Regions from separate parts of the Sus scrofa genome. Here region 1 is linked to region 2. The links are chromatin contacts, called in public Hi-C maps. All regions are on one chromosome and are shown on one strand. Each heading gives the region's core, a stretch centred on a gene start, on an enhancer-like site or on the middle of the called end of the contact. The rest is flanking DNA. Distances are from core to core; before and after follow the strand shown.

What was found. A called contact is a pair of places that touch in the nucleus more often than the background predicts.
Region 1: a contact with region 2 is called in a Hi-C map of embryonic fibroblasts, with 3 times the contacts expected there. The contact joins two enhancer-like sites. A contact is called at or near these places in 1 of 47 Hi-C or Micro-C datasets (embryonic fibroblasts) and 2 of 2 datasets of contacts at active chromatin or transcription factors (alveolar macrophages and skeletal muscle).

The regions. Positions count from the first base shown.
Region 1 is chr13:126,538,923-126,544,807 of Sscrofa11.1, forward strand. All of the region lies in intron 1 of TPRG1 (tumor protein p63-regulated gene 1 protein), which reads left to right. Among named protein-coding and RNA genes, the nearest start is that of TPRG1, 12 kb to the left of the region's middle. Within about 2 kb of position 4,514, at least 6 of the 83 cell types and tissues checked have an H3K27ac peak or open chromatin away from gene starts, as enhancers often do. A contact at or near this core is called in alveolar macrophages and embryonic fibroblasts, where this site is marked.
Region 2 is chr13:126,024,899-126,030,298 of Sscrofa11.1, forward strand. All of the region lies in intron 3 of LPP (lipoma-preferred partner), which reads left to right. Among named protein-coding and RNA genes, the nearest start is that of LPP, 250 kb to the left of the region's middle. Within about 2 kb of position 4,028, at least 5 of the 83 cell types and tissues checked have an H3K27ac peak or open chromatin away from gene starts, as enhancers often do. A contact at or near this core is called in alveolar macrophages and embryonic fibroblasts, where this site is marked.

The DNA.
Region 1 (5,885 bases), core at 3,264-5,763, 510 kb after region 2:
GGGAAAAAGGTACAAAGAATAATTCAGATGGTTGAAAGAATCTTGAAAGGCTACAAGAATTAGAATAGCCCAGCAAGTAGAGCCATAGAAACCTCAGCCATTGATCTGTAAGACATTTATTGTGACTCCTTTATTTTGAAAAATGTAAAATGAGGCTCTACTTAAAATGACATATAACCTCATTTAATAATTGAACTTTGGAGCTGACACCAGAGGTCCTGAGGATTGTCAAAGCTCCTTGAGGGCTGGTTCATGCCTGTGTTTCCTGTGGACAGTGCCAGGCACTGAGGTGCTATATTGAGTGAATCTAATACTGGACTCCCGTTCTACAGATAGGGAAACTGAGACATAAACTGGCACTTGCTCAAAAGAACGTGGATCTTATCCAGGGGTTAATAGCCAATAATTAACCAGTGTCCGCTGAGGCACCACAGTAAGAGAGAAATTCAAGTTACATTTGAGGGATCTAGGTCAAATATAAAGAAGACTGTCTTGGAAGAGAGGGTTGTGAAAACTGTTTTTTTTTTTTTTTTTTTAAGAAATCTTTAAGAATGTAATAGAGTCTCCCGTGTTGAAAGTTTAAATGTGGCACTACTTGCCAGGCTAGACCATCTCTCATTTCCTCTCAATTAAAAATAATCCAAGACTTGGCTCGTTTTTGAAAGTCTGACACCTAGTGGTCACCATCTCTGGGTTGTGCCAAAGGGAGAAAAGGCCAAGAAAAGGGGACCACTCAGACTCTGATTTGGGAAAAGGAAATAATCTTAGAAATTTCCTAGTCAAATTAACCAAAACACAAGAAATGATTTCTAGCACCAGTGACTTTGTAGTAAAGCTTGAAGTGGAACCCAGGACATTTTGCTGGTGCTCTAGTTTCAAGATCCAGTGCCTACATCTTTCAGAGTCTCCACCTTCAGTGACTCTGGAAGCCAGACTCTGGCCAGATTTTTAGGCTTCTAATATGCCTGCAGTCTTGTTCACTAGTCATTAGAAAGAAGACATTTTCTTAAGGTAGTAGAGTAAGAAGAAGAATCTATTCTGTTCTGAGCACTATATCATGGACAATTGACCTCAGAAACACAGCCCTCTCTCAGCCTTTATTTATTAAAATGGGGGACACTATGGACCTCTAAGGGCTGGTGCAGAGCAATGTTTATGATTTTCAAGCATACACTCTATCTTGGCTGGGTTCCTCACAAGTGATGGCACTGTTAACCTTTACAAAAGCACTCTTCCCTGTTAGAATAGTAACCCCTAGTTTGGGGTTTGCAGAATCCTGTAGGGTCAGACTTCCTGAGGAGGTTTGTGAGCTCACTGAAGCTGGGTGGTGTTGTTACTATATCAGTGTCTTTCCTTGGAGAAAAGCTTCCTTAGATTTCATCCGAAGGATCTACTACCACCTCATAATTCTTACAAATCACTGAATTAGCCTTGGAATGAAGTTTCTGAGAAAGTGAAAGATGCAAGTTCTGTTTTCATAGAGTTGGTGTTTCTTTGGCTCCTTGATGACCTAGAGACAGTAGATATACATTGCTTCTTTTTTTAATTTTTAAATTATAGTTGATTACTATATTCTGTCATTTTCTGCTGTTCAGCAAAGTAACCCAGTTGTACACATATATATACATTCGTTTTTTCACATTATCCTCCATCATGTTCCATCACAAGTGATCAGATGTAGTTCCCTGGGCTATACAGCAGAATGTCATTGCCTATCCATTCCAAATGCAATAGTTTGCATCTACTAACCCCAAACTCCCAGTCCCTCACACTCCCTTTCTCTCCCTTTTGGCAACCACAAGTCTTTTCTCCATGTCCACGAGTTTGTTTATTTTCTATAAATAGGTTCATTTGTGCCATATATTAGATTCAAGATATTAAGTGATATCATATGGTATTTGTCTTTCTCCTTCTGACTTACTTCATGTAGTACGAGAGTCTCTAGTTCCATTCATGTTATTGCAAATGGCATTTTTTCTTTTAATGGCTGAGTAGTGTTCCATTGTATATATGAACCATATCTTCTTAATCTATTCATCTGTTGATGAACATTTAGGTTGTTTTCCATGTCTTGGCTATTGTGAATAGTACTGCAATGAACATAGGGTGCATGTGTCTTTTTCAATGAACTCCTTGTTGGGATTTATGCCCAGGAGTAGGATTGCTGGATCGTATGGTAATTCAATATTTAGTTTTCTGATGTACCTCCATACTGTTTTCTGCAGTGATTGTACCAATTTACATTCCCACCAACAGTGTAGGAGGGTTCCCTTTTTCCCCACTTCTCCAGCATTTGTTGTTTGTAGAATTACTAACGATGGCCATTCTGACTGGTATGAGGTGGTACCTCAATGTAGTTTTGATTTGCATTTCTCTAATAATTAGTGATTATTATTTGAACACTTTTTCATGTGACTGTTGGCCATCTGTATATCTTCTTTGGATGCTTCTGCATTCAGGATACAGTAATTCAATTCTCATTCTCTCCTTCTGTCCTTCTCTTCCATGTTGACGTGTTGAGGAACACTCATTAGTCTTCAGATGTAACTTCCACTTAACTGACCATTAACCTTTCCTTTTGTAAAGCATGACAGATCCCCTTAGCACACTAAATACTCAGGGCTGTGAGGCTACTCTGTGGGGTCCTGGTTCCCCTCTCCTCCCACCAGTTGAGTTGCATGCTTACCAAGGGTCATTTGATCTTTTACTCAAAATTGTTTATGACAGTTGCATTAATTAATACAATTATATAACTTAAACATTATGCAGACAAATGAAGTATGAATGTGAAAATCAAAAAATTAATTTTATTGGATTGTAGTTAATTCACAATGTTGTATTGGTTTCAGGTGTACAGCCAAGTGAATCAGTCGTACATATAATATATACATTCTTTTTTCCAATATAAGTTATTACAAACTATTGAGTAGGTTTTCCTGTGTGATACATTAGGTTCTCATTAATCATCTATTTTATACAGTAGTGGTATGTATTATTCCCACCCTCCCAATTCTTCCCCCCCAACAACTTCTAGGGTTACCATTAGATTGGTTTTGAAATCTGGGAGTTTGCTTTTTAAATAAGTCCTTTTGTATCATTTTTGAAAATAAAGAGATTTTTTCAATGACTATTAAATTAATTGCTCTAGAAAGGCTTAAAGGAGATGAATTCCTAAAAAATACTCTTATCATTAATTTAAGGATGAAGCAACCATAAGGAGGGACAAAAAATTAAAAGCTGGAAGAACTCTGAAAGTTTTTAAAGAAAAATAAAACAAAAGCAACCAAAATAAAAACAAAAATACCTGTATCTGGAAGTAATGGAGAATACATTATGGGTGGTTTAGTGAAGAAAAATGAGAAGGAACTCTGGAAGAGGCTTAAAGAAAGGACTTGGCCCATTGACTGGCAAATGAATGTCATCAGTTAAAAAATATGCATTCATATATCACCTTTTCTGACTAGCTGACAGTGGTGGCAGTACATTTCTTTAGTATTAAGATAAAAATACTAAAGTGAGGTTCAAGAGAATTAGTTTGCTTATGTTTCCTGAGTACAACTCTCTTGAGGGTCTGATCTTTTTAAACTTCTCGTAAAATCTTTTTAATTCCTGTAAGTCTGTTTCTTGCAGGCACTTCTCACAAACCTTTTCCCTCTTGATAGTTAAGTAAGCTTTGCTGTGGAGCCAAGCACCAAAAATTCAGTATTCAAAACCTCTGTTAATTTAATGTTCGTTCACTTTAGAAAACCAGTCGTATTCACTCACAATCTGGAACCAGCTTTCACTGCTCAATGTCTCATGATTTTAACAGTGCAGGGCCATTTGTGGTCACTATCAACATTACACACTCCATCTACAGAGTGTATGAGCCACAAATGTGGGTCTGCTCTTGGCCTTAGCCTTGCCTTCTGGGGAATGCATGCTGTGTAAACAATATACCTGATAAGGAGAATGAACTGTGCAAAGATGTTCACTGCAGCACTATATATAAAATAGCAAATACACCAAAAACTGATTAAATAATTTAGCAACAGGGGGAATCATTTTATTACAATATTTTGGCCAATATTTATTACATTGTTATAAATATGTAAATATAACTGTAAATTTAAAATATATTTATATATTTTATAAAAATGTAAATAGTTACTGCTGATGTTTATGTAGTCATGAAAATAATAATCATGATAATTATGAAGACTTTTAGCCATGATTATTGGGAAAATGTTTATGATAGTAAATAAACATAAGTGAAGAAAGAAAATTGAAAAATGGAATAAACCTCATGTTTACAAATGCATAAATGATTACCAATGAAATTGGTAAGCTGGGGAAGAGTTGGGGTTTTTATCTTTTGCCTATTTTTCACTTAAGTTTCATTCTTTCGATGATTAGAAAATCCCACATTATGCAACAGTTCACCAGTTTTTCAATCCTGGTATCCCAGGAGGCCTTGAGATGTCTGAGGTTTGACGTCGAGCTGCCCAGAACCACAGAATTACCCCCCAGAGGAGCGAGGATTAGGCAAGAGCTCCCTGAATTATGGATGGACTGGGTTGGAAAGTACCTTTGAGGTCATACTAGTCCAATGCCCTCATTCGACAAATAAGATTTATTATCACACATACTAGTAATTTGACCTGAACAAGTTACTCATCTACTCTACACCTTGGTTTCCTCATCTGCAAAATAGAATAATAAAAGTCTCTATGCCCCCTGTTTGCTGTGAGGTTTAAGTGATATGAAGGCAGTGCATGGCACAGAGTAAGCCCTTAATCAGTGTTTGTTTTGAATACGACAAAAGCTAGTGGCTGAGTCTAGGCCAGAATTCAGGTTTCCTGACTCCTTCACTATTTCTATCTCACCACATCAGAGACCTTTCATCTGAGTCCAGGCTGCAGTCCTTTGCTTTGCCTGGTACTGGGCAAGAAAAAGCCTAGTCCAGTACCACTGAGGATACTGTCCTTTACGTAACTCTTGCCTATCAGGTGATTAATGGCATACACTGCAGTCAGGACTACATATGAAAACTGTCGTGATATCATACTTAACTGAACTGAAAATATGTTTTAAATACGACAGAAGAGGGTTCAAGTCCTATGATTATTTAGGTCCTGCTTCTTTTTTTTTTTTTTTTTTTTTTTGTTGTTGTTGTTTTGTTGCTATTTCTTGGGCCGCTCCCTCGGCATATGGAGGTTCCCAGGCTAGGGGTCGAATCGGAGCTGCAGCCGCCGGCCTACACCAGAGCCACAGCAACGCGGGATCCGAGCCACGTCTGCAACCTCCACCACAGCTCACGGCAACGCCGGATCGTTAACCCACTGAGCAAGGGCAGGGACCGAACCCGCAACCTCATGGTTCCTAGTCGGATTCGTCAACCACTGCGCCACGATGGGAACTCCCTGCTTGACTTCTTGATCTGTACTTGCTTTTATGAGCTTTGCTTTTCTGCTTGACTTCTTCTTCTTTCTTTTTTTTTTCTTTTTAGGGCCATACCCGAGACATATTGGATGTTCGCAGGCTAGGAGTCAAATCAGAGCTACAGCTGCCAGCCTCTGCCACAGCCACAGCAACACAGAATCTGAGCCATGTCTGTGATCTATACCACAGCTCATGGCAATGCCAGATCCTTAACCCACTGAACGAGGCCAGGGATTGAACCTGTGTCCTCGTGGATCCTAGTTGGGTTTGTTAACCACTGAGCCATAAAGGGAAATCTCCTGCTTGACTTCTTGATCTGTACTTGCTTTTATGAGCTTTGGTTTTCTTATTGACAAGATGGGATCAATAAGGATCATCTTTCCCGTACAAGTGTGATGTGAGCTGCCATAGGTAAATGGGCTTTGTAAAATGTAAAGTAAAATACAATTCAAAGCGGTACTTTA
Region 2 (5,400 bases), core at 2,778-5,277:
AAGTTGAGTAGCTACAGGGAAGAAGCACCAAGAAATAAGAATATACTAATCTTATTGCACCGTGGGCAAGAAGTACCATCTTGCTGGTCCTGGCAAGAAGGATCATGCCATTTCTCTCCAAGTGTCTATCATGCTTGAAAATGAAATGTTTCTGTATTTGCAGATGCTATGACAAAAAAGAAGGGGAAAAAAATCGTCTCTCTTTTAATTCTACGCAAACTAGGTCAAACCAGCCTTTTTACCTAGTCAAACACTCATCTTTAAGAATGTGTGATGTGAGCCAACTAAAAAAAAGTATTTTGTTCTGGTTTATCTCTTTTTTTTTGGAGTGATCCTGAGAAAATAGGAAGCAATGAAAGAAGAACTTTATTATGAAATATTCATTACAACTTGCAACTTTAAAGATGTGTGTGTATATGTGTGAGAAGAGATTTTGAAGCGCTTTCCCACATAATCTCTAATTTAATCACTACCATCTACTGTAATGTATTATGGTTCCTTTATTATTAAGCTTCCTGGAGACAAATGAAAAAAAAAATCTGAAATTCAGAGGACCATTGGTGAAGCTTATAAACATAGAAGCCACATTTGACCAAAATTTTAGTATTTTCCTTTAAGTAAAGCATGGGCAGGTGATATTGAATAACTGCTTTATAGTAAATGTTGATTATTGCTATTACTAAAATGATTTCTATGGCAGAATGTTGTTGGAAGAATGAAAAACTTTTTAATGGATTTTTTTTTTTTCTTTTTATGACTGCACCTGTGGCATATGGAAGTTCCTGGGCCAGGGGCTGAATCAGAGCTGCATCTGAGGCCTGTGCCGCAGCCATAGCAACACTGGATCCCAGCCTTATCTGCAGTCTACGCTGCAGCTTGTGGCAATGCCAGATCCTTAACCCACTGAGCGAGGCCAGGGATTGAACCCGCATCCTGACAGAGAAAGTATCAGGTTGTTAACCCACTGAGCTACAGTGGGAACTCCCTTAGTGGATTTATTAGTCATTTCTTCTAAAGTCCACTCTGCTTTGCTGTTAATCTAACCTTTTTAGTTACACTGTAAAAGTTGGTTATTATGACCCTGGGTCTACAGAGATTATAACACAAAGTGAAACAATCAGCACAGGGCAAAGCTGGGATTTGAATCCTTGCTTTTTACCTTCAATTACAGAGCTTTTCCTCAACACTAAGTTGTATCTCATGTTAGTGCTATTATTATTTTCTATTAAAAGAAGAAAAAATTCTCACCATTATTTTTCTTAATCATGACCATTCAGAGCTGTATGGAAATTGAAATAACATGTGAAAATTGCTTAGAATCACCTGTGCATTGGTGTATATGGAATGATGGATGAAAGTTAAAACAACCAAAGTGATTCCTATACGTCATTACCAAGAAGACATTATTTCAGAGAGTCTTTGGAAAATCACTTGACATATCCATTAATTCTGGTGAATTATGTCATCTTGCTTAGCTTGTTAGATGTCATTGATGGTTTTATTGATATTAAAATGAGATTAAAATTACATTTAAGTTTACTGATATTTTTGTTATTAATATGTTCATATATTATCATGTCCTGTGGTGTATTAAGTGCTTCCTCTGTAAAAATTATTTACTGAGAAAGAAATCTCCAAGTTATATGATGTGTATCTTGAAATGTCACCATTTGAAGTGTCATACATACCCACCCAATGTGGTTCCTGGTAGACTGAATTTGCATTTTCATATCTCACCCTCTGCCTTACTTCAGTTCCCCTACTAGGCCCAATTCAGATTTATCTCATACCATTTTTATTAAACAGGGCTCTATAACAGATGGGAAAAGAGTAAAAACACATTCCAGCCCTTAAACAGTTTTTATTTTCATTAGAAACCTGACAAATGAAAATGATAATGTAACTAAAAATATAAAGCTATAAATTCTGTTTGTGAAGTGGCTTTATGTTCAACTTCTCAGATGGTTTAATTGAAGTTTCTTGGGGCCAGGACCAGATCAGAAGGTTAAAAGAGGGGAGGTATTGGGGTGGCAGGATGTAGATTAACCTCAGGTAGATCTGAGTTCAAGTTTTGATTTTACCCTTTACTTCTCTAGGAATTTGGCCTTACTAGTTTAAGTGGCTACCTAAGCTCTTTCAATTTGTTCTTACATTAAAATAGAGGTACATATATCTCTAAGAGTTGTTTTTAAAATTAAGCAAATAAATTGGCAGAGTGTCTGTCACAAGATAATGGTCAAATTGATGGAAGCTGCCATCTTTATTGTTGCTATTATTATTATTAAAATTAAAGTGTGAATATTAACCCTAGGAGTAATAATTCATAGTTTTTTCATCCATAGATTTTTAATCATAATTGTCCAAATATAACTATGGTTGGCCAATTTTGAAAACACCTTGGTTTTATCCTTTTTTATTCTATGATAATGCTTTGCTAATTGACACTTTAGGATTATCTTGTTTTATTCCTGTTAAATTATACTATGTTGATAGGTCCTTTTTCTGAATGCAAAACACCTTTCTCGGAGAGAAACGTTACTTGAACTATATCAATATAGAAGAAGAAAGGATTCATTTTTATGGTATCTCTTTAAGAAGGAGGGTTTTGTTTTTTGTTTTTTGTTTTTTGTTTTTTTTTTTTTTGTTTTGTTTTTGGCTTTTTAGGGCCTCAACTGAGTCACATGGACATTACCAGGCTAGGGGTTGGATTGGAGCTGCAGCTACTTTCCTACGCCACAGCTCATGGCAACGCCAGATCCTTAACCCACTGAGTGAGGCCAGGGAGGGAACCCTAGTCCTCATGGATGCTAGTTGGGTTTGTTACTGCTGAGCCATGATGGGAGCTCCCAAAGAAGGAGCATTTTTTTTTATTGAATTAGTATTATAGATAATAATGTAAGTGAACATTATGTAATGAAAACTATAAAGTAAACCAGTGATTTTTATTAATTTAAAAAGTCTTTTTTGTTTTCCAGATTATCAAATGAGGCAGAGAGATTTTAGAGATGTTAGTAATTATATCATTACAGGAAAATAATTAATTGATTTGCTAGGAATTTTATCTTGGGTCCTATTCATCTCTGGGATTCATATTTGAAATTTAGCCAGTCTCTTAAAATTGTGTTTACTCTTGGTCTATGTGTATAACTTTTTCAGGGAGAGGGTCCATATGTCATCAGATCCTCAAAGAGATGCTTAACTCCACTCATTAAGAAAGATAACCTCCCCTGTTTTAGAGGTCACCAGTCTCCCAAGCCATTTATATCAATGTTGGTTAAATGAAAGCCAGCTTTCCCTTTTCCTCTTGCCATATTAGGAGGTAGAGTCTAAAAAGAGAACTGAGAATTTGGTGGTGATGGAAGTGGGGGTTCTAATAATTACATTAAAAAATGCAATGACTGTACAATATAACATGTAGACACAATTATATCACAATATATGGTTTTGATAACATGTTCATATTTGTTTGCACATCTCCTCTGGGCAGTGCATTTATAAGGTGAGGCATAGAGATGGATAAGGCATGGGTTCTTTCCTCTGAGAGGGAGGCCACACAGATATTCATTCACATTTGATTATTGAGGCGATGGAAGTTCTGTGATGAAACTGCTTGTACCCGGTTCTACAGGTACAAAGCAATCAAGGAGATTCCTGAGTCCTTTATACTATAATATGCTTTCTATTGCCTGGCATGTAATTATTACCCATACATTTTTACTTATTCCTCTTATATGTGAATTTAAAATGTCATATTTGTTCTGCTTCCATTAATGCAGTTTTGAATGATGATTCATCAGTGCAGTGGCCTATTTTAGTGAACCACAATAGCTTGGGTAGAAAGAAAAAAAAAAAGATTCAACATACTCAGGAATGGAAAGCAGCCATCTTTTTATAGCTAAAATTGCAAACATCTGGCAATTACTCTATTCTACCTCCCTTCAAAAAAAGAAGAATCGTCCGTTCAACTGTGGAGCCTGCCACTGTGTTTAATCAAGGCAGCTATGCAAGCCTCAAGGAGCGATAGGTTTTGATTCAAGGAGGCCATTGCCTAACCCAGTTGGCCAGACTCTCTTTGGAAAATACACCATTTAATACTGCCCATATGCTACTGTGTTATGTAATGATAATAATGGTAATATGGCAATTAATGGCTGTAGAAAATCCGTATTTGCTTTCCTGCCCTAGCTCATTTGTGGTGTCTTTTATGATAGCTTTTATGTTTTTGCAACTTAACTGTTCAGGTCAAGTTTGCCTCTCTCCATCCTCTGGAGCTTTTCGTATTCCTGAGTCGAAGGTTCAGCTATATCAATGCAAGTCATACTTACTGATTTGATTTTTATTATAAACTGGTCTAGTAAAACGTTGAGGGAACAAATTCATTTCTTTTGAAAGCCTGACAGTGATCTTATAGTCAAAAAACAATCCACTGTGCCTATGATTCCCTCATACCCCACCCTTTTTTCTTATTATGATAATTGCTTGTGAAACTAGTTCTTCCCTCCCTGGCAAAAGTCAGCTCTGCTGGCAGGGGAAGTGAGAATGACGGGTGGTTTGCAATAAGGGCTGAGAGTCAGAACTTCTGCATTTTTCTCTTGGGGCCAATGCCAGCTTTCACTCTGGCCATGACCAATGTACTCACCTTTCTATTCCCCATTTACCTTTCTCTTCCTCTGAGCCACTGAAGGGGATAGGTGGACTTTTCCCTTCCCAGGTTCTGCCAACCTTGCTGTCACTGTTTGCGTTTGGCTCTAGGGTATCTTGGTCAATGATCATTATGTGAAGGGATGGAAAAGATGTAGTTTAAAAAAAAAAAAGTTTCAATGGCATGGCAATTTTCAAAAACAACCTCAAGTACTAAAAATAGGATGTTTTCTGGTGTTATAGTGTTAGCATTTTATGGTACTTGGAAATCATAGGCATGCAGTGGGGGCCATGAGCTTATTATACCCTTGCTTTTTATGCCTTTGGTAGAACTATGTTCAATACCAAAGCCACTGCCTTAGCTTTGATATTATAATTTTACTAAGCTGTCTCTCCTGCCAGTCTTCCCAAAATCCCACTGAATTTTGCAAACATTTCATTAACTTAACTGCAACTTTACAAAAGTTGAGATTGTGATTGGGGGGGGGGGTTCTGTTTAAAAACATATATAAAGGGAAGAAAAGAAGCAAGAACTCCTAATAACCTAAAATGCATATCTTAGTACAACTATTCCATAGAGACCTTGATGGAATAATGGTCTCTGGAATCTCAAAATGTGTGTCTCCCTTTCTCTGTCTGTATCCAGTAAATTACTGATAGTTCTAGCTTTTCTCCCTCATGAGCACATCTTAGAACTTGGACTTGTTATAGGCAATATTGTTGCCCAGTGCTTTTCTCCTTGATGACCTTCCTAAAGTG